Linked DNA regions of Zea mays: region 2 is linked to region 1. The links are chromatin contacts, called in public Hi-C maps. All regions are on one chromosome and are shown on one strand. Each heading gives the region's core, a stretch centred on a gene start, on an enhancer-like site or on the middle of the called end of the contact. The rest is flanking DNA. Distances are from core to core; before and after follow the strand shown. Region 1 holds the start of LOC100283529. Region 2 holds the start of LOC100282651 (wound/stress protein).

The links. A called contact is a pair of places that touch in the nucleus more often than the background predicts.
Region 2: a Hi-C map of tassel shows a contact between it and region 1, with 2.3 times the contacts expected there. The contact joins the promoter of LOC100282651 here to the promoter of LOC100283529 in region 1. A contact is called at or near these places in 2 of 25 Hi-C or Micro-C datasets (ear and tassel).

The regions. Positions count from the first base shown.
Region 1 is chr4:185,578,658-185,581,357 of Zm-B73-REFERENCE-NAM-5.0, reverse strand. It overlaps LOC100283529, which reads left to right and starts at 1,431. Exons shown (of 8, transcript NM_001156429.2): 1 at 1,431-1,851; 2 at 2,667-2,700. The coding sequence starts at 1,747.
Region 2 is chr4:185,718,612-185,721,311 of Zm-B73-REFERENCE-NAM-5.0, reverse strand. It overlaps LOC100282651 (wound/stress protein), which reads left to right and starts at 1,321. Exons shown (of 2, transcript NM_001155559.2): 1 at 1,321-1,477; 2 at 1,580-2,354. The coding sequence starts at 1,385. The coding sequence ends at 2,050.

The DNA.
Region 1 (2,700 bases), core at 182-2,681:
GGCAACCACTAAATGGTCTAACTTAGTGAACCGGAAACAGTATCTTATCTTGACACACAAGCTAGCAACCGCGGAATTTCTCAGATGGGGCCATGCATTAGACCAGTTGTGCTAACCGAAATCCGCCATATCAATGTTGAGAAGACTACTTTTATGTATCGGCAGTACCGTCGTCTGATCAGTAACATATTGTATTTATGATGCACAGTAAGCTTAGAATGGAACCAAAATCTAACCAAATTAAAAAAAAAAATATGCATTCATGCATCAGTAAGTTCGCACGATGCAGGAAATCAGTAAAAAGTTTCCCACGGAGTAAGACGACGACCGCGTGCAGCCATTTTGAGTTGCCGCAACAAAAAGTCCCATTTAGCTTGGGTAGGTATTGGGTCCACCCAGCCAGTTCCATGATCACATCCCTCTCAATCATGAAGCTAGTGCCAGCAGTAAGGGATATTTCCTTTCGGAAGCTTCAGCATGGCATGAACCAGGTAGGCGCCGGTTTTACAGATAATACTGGCACGGCATTTCGCAGCCGTTTCTTGTGAGCCATGTGGAATTCATGCTTGGTTTTTATGTCCTTTTTATGTGCCGTGCAGCTTGATCTGGCGACCAGAGGACGCATAAGGGACTCCCTGTACCGGTTGGCCAGCAGTCTTGAACAAAGGCACTGTGGAGGATTGGGATCCTCGGGTTCAAATAGGTAATACTCATATTGCAACTTTTTCTTGGATAGATCATAGATGGCATGCATGTTCTGACGTTAATTCGTGGAATCACTGTACCCTGATCCACAGTTTCAGGTGCTGAATTTGTTGATAGTGTTACGCATGGCAGGTTCGCGTCGGGCGGCGGCGGATTTGCCGAGACGCAGGCGGACCCCATGGATCGGTCAGTGGCACGGCTCCTTCTGCAGAAACCCTCCTACCGGAAGACTGCCCCGCCGCACCGGAGACCTTAGCTAGTCGCCTCTTGCATCAGTGCAAGGGTTGTATACCTCATTCCTACTGCTACTCTGAAAGCCCCCTGAACTAGCATGGATGTAGAGAAAGTTCCCCTGTATAATATGCTGCTGCCTAGATGTAGCTTCTAACGTACAACGTCAGTTATGAGAGAGAAAGACTATCTTACCCCTGTTTCACGTGTAGCACCTTCAATGTATTAATAGTGATATTTTACTGTACACTTTTTTTTTTCTACATAGCACCGTTTTCTTATATTGAATATTTTTCTATATAAAACTCACTCGCAGTAATCAAGTCGAGTTGTACCTTTTCATTTTTAATAAAATTTCTCAGTAGCCTCCTGATCTTTTAAAAAAAACTCACTCGCAAAAAAAAACTTTAGAACTCGGATGTCGGAATGGCTAACCATCCACTGACTGGTAGGGCCGCATAGGATGGTCGACTTCGGCTCTACATGTCGCCTCCCCCGCGCACGGTGAGCCGCTGCTGCCGGCGTTGCGTACCCGCTAACCGCCGCGGACAAGGCCACCACGACGTCACAGAAAAAGGGAAGGGGTCGAAATATCCAATCGAGACCCACCACCGAACGAGTCCAAATCCGCTCGTCTCCCCTCGAAGTCACTCCCTCCAGCCCTCGCCGGCTCCGCGTCCTCCGGCTCTCCCACCCGAGCCGAGACCACCCATCCAAGCGCGCGCAGCTCCGGAAGCGACAGGGCCGGACGAGCGCCTCCCAAATTTAGCAGCCGCGGAGCGCGTGGGCGTGGGTCCGTAAGGAGGGTCGATGGGGTACCTGCCGTCCCTGAGCAGCAAGGCGGCGCACTTCGTGTCCGACCTCACCACCGTCATCCTCAGCCCCGTCTCCGAGCGCGAGACGTCCCACCTCCCCGTGAGACACCGGATCCGAGCTCCCTTCCTCTCCCCTCTCGCGTAGGCGATTCGGTCCTGTTTTTTTTTTTCCAATTGGGGTCTCGCTCGCGCTCCGGATTCGGGCGGTTGGGCGACTCGGGCTGTGACATCCGCTCGGGTGAAGAGCGATTTCGCACCTGGGACGTCCTATCGATAGGGTTTGGTGCGCGATTCCTGAGGTTTTAGTGTTGATTGCTGCTAATTAGGACAGGCTTTGGTTGGTGGAACTGTTGCTACCTGGCAAGCGCTCTTGTTTTGTTCATGCTTAGGATTTGCTTCTTCTGATATGAGCTTATTCAGAAATCGGCGCTCCAATACAGTTAGAGCTGTTCACTGGGTCAGACAATCTGTGTTCGTGAAATAATTTTGGTTTAAGGATGTTTAGATCATTAGATGCCTATGATATGCGAAGGACGCACTGAAATAGGTTTACTCCATCAATGTCGCATTTCCTTTGTGTTTTCACTTGTCATGTAGGAAAGTTCTGATGGAAATCAAGTTCTATCCGCCCTTGGTTACATTTCAGTCTAGTCTTTTTATGATGTCATTGGCTGGCTGATAGATGTAGCTGCAAGGCCAAAGTTGATCAGATGTTTCTTTTGGTAGCTTTCCATTTCTTTATTCTCTGTCTTTTACTCTTTCATGCTGTAGTAAGTTGCATGTCGTCGGATGATGATTGCTGTACATGTGTTTGGTTCCAGTTAGTGCTAGCACTTACTCTTAACCATGCCAGGTTTTCAGTCATCATCTCATGTTATTGAAAGTTTAGATTTCAATTTCTTTGGAATTTTGCAGGAGGTTGACGAAGTGCTAGAAAATTTGGACGATG
Region 2 (2,700 bases), core at 72-2,571, 140 kb before region 1:
GGTTGTTATGATTCAATATGTGGATCCCACGTTCATACTAATACAAAATCAGCACAGTCGGTGCTAATCCCATGGAACAGTCTTAATCCTCCAGTTAGCATCTTTGTTTATTTTCTTTCTCTTTCTCTAGTCGTCCGTTGTCCTATGATGCACCGTAATCTTGTGGATTTTTTTCTTGAGGTGCATTGCCACAAATGTTGTGGTCAAATTCTGTAGTAGAACTTGCTTATGACATTTTTTTCCTTTTATATTGTGGGTACTAGAGAGAGTTTTATTTTCATTTAATGAAGCGCCACACATCGAAAATATAGCGAGGCTTCACTTATTATAGCGTCTTGCTTTGATAACATATCTGGTGTACATGAAAGTTTAGTATACATGGTGCACATATTAAATCATCATCAATCACCTTAAATCTAACGTCTCAAGTTGTTTGGTATATTGTGCTAAGAACACCCTCCGACGTGGTGGGGTGTAGTGGTGGAAGGTGTTATTTGTAAATTACAATGATTAACCAGAAACGTTAAATCTTTGATAGATAATGATTATTTAATATGTGCACTGGATATGTTCTCATATGCTTTATCCCTTTACGTTGGAAACTAAGGTCCTTTACCTCTAAAATTAATATTTAATCAGCTAATAAACTAGCCAACTATTAATTGTACTTTTCAAATAGCTATTAGTTGTTAGCTCCTTCGACCCAGCTAAAATTAATCAGCCACCAACTTATTCGCTAATTCATTTAGTTGTGGGCTGTAATAATTTGGCCTGAAGCCTCATCTATGAGTGCGAAAGACGGACTTGTTACTTTATCTAAAAACAATTAGCTCTAATGGTTCGGAACGGGTCTAAGTAAAACTTCACTAAAAACAATTTATTTCATAACATTGTTATGCGATTATTTAATTGGTAGGCATATGAAACTGTACAATAGAACTATGCATTATAGATCTTATTTTATTATCTATAAACTACTCTATAAGTTACGATTAAAAACAGTGGATGGCCAAGGCCCAAGGTGATTGAGCATTGTTACCGCTATAATTCGTACAAGACGGTGAGTGGGGGGTGGTGACAGTGACAATATCGTGCACACATGACACACCCGCTCAGCTTGTACGACAGCAGGTGAGATGGGCCCCATCTGCCCATGAATTTCTCCTTTGAATAATCCTCCAGATCGCTCGATGCATGGATCCGTGTCAAATGGGCGGACATTACTCTGATCGGATCGGACCAGCGCCACAGTGACAAGTGGACCCCACAAGGCCACAAACACAAAAACTACACTTCGGTGTCCCTATATGAATATGATCCGCATACCCCCATTCCCCGAAGGCCGAGCTCATCCAATCCAGTCGCCTGATTGCATTGGGATCCCATGGCCAAGCTCGCCGTCCTCCTCCTCCTCCTCGCCGTGGCCGCGTCCGCCACAGTGCCGGCGCACGGCCGCGATACCCCGACTGAGATCAAGGTAACCAACTGCCCGCCCGTCCTTTCATGCGTCTCTTGACATGCATCCCCTGTCGGGTCCGTCCATGCGGTGGATCCGTCATCCCTGTCGTCGCACTCGCAGCTCATCAAAGGCACGGACGCCTCCGGCGTGGGCGACGACAGCATGGAGTGCGTGTACACGGTGTTCATCCGGACGGGGTCGATCTTGAAGGCCGGGACGGACGCGAACGTCACGCTGGAGCTGGCCGCCGCGGACGGCAACGGCGTGGGGATCTCGAACCTGCCCGCCTGGGGCGGGCTCATGGGGCAGGGCTACTCCTACTTCGAGCGCAGCAACCTGGACATCTTCAGCGGCCGCGGGCCCTGCATGGCGAAGGCGCCGTGCTGGATGCGGCTGGCCACCGACGGCACCGGCGACCACCACGGGTGGTACTGCAACTACGTGGAAGTCACCACCACGGGCCCGCACAAGGGGTGCGGGCAGCAGCTGTTCACCGTCGAGCAGTGGCTCGCCACCGACGCCCCGCCCTTCAAGCTCGAGGCCGTTCGCGACTACTGCAGCGGCGACGCCAAGGGCGCCTCGGCGGCGTGACGTGGCCGGCGGCCGGTAGAGGAGAGCACAGCACACACGCCTGGACTGGACCTGCTGGGTGGCTTGGTTTGGTTGGTTGGTGACGAGTCGTAATAAGTTGTGGGCGCATGGGCGCCGCGCTCGTGAGTGGCGTGCGCCACGATGCATGCGTGTATGGTGATGAACTGAATTGGAGCCGTGCAGCAAGTCGAATAATCGGGAGCCACCTCGCGTGATGTGTAGTGGCTAGTTTTTGTACATGGACGTGTTGGATCTTGATCCATGTTTTGATCTGATCTTTGAGAAATGGTAATCCGCGTTATCATGCGTGTTTCTTGCTGCTGGCAATGCTTGGATACCGACTGAAGTTCCTCCAAGATCTTTATCATGGACAGCACCGTCCTTGATTTTCATCCTAGTTGAGGAATTATTCGGCATTTCGGCTGGCGAAAAAAAATGCGTGGTTTTCCAAATAAATTGGCTCTAGAGATCTAGATCTAGTATTCGGAATTGGCACAGCACACAGCAGCATCATTGGATCAGGAAATTTATTTTTCTTTTTTCTTTTTTCTTTTCCATTTATAATGGGTACGAGTGGACACAAACTTTACTGCTAGTCTGGGAACTCAAATCCACTTGACAATTAGAGGGATTGGGGTGGAAACTCAAAT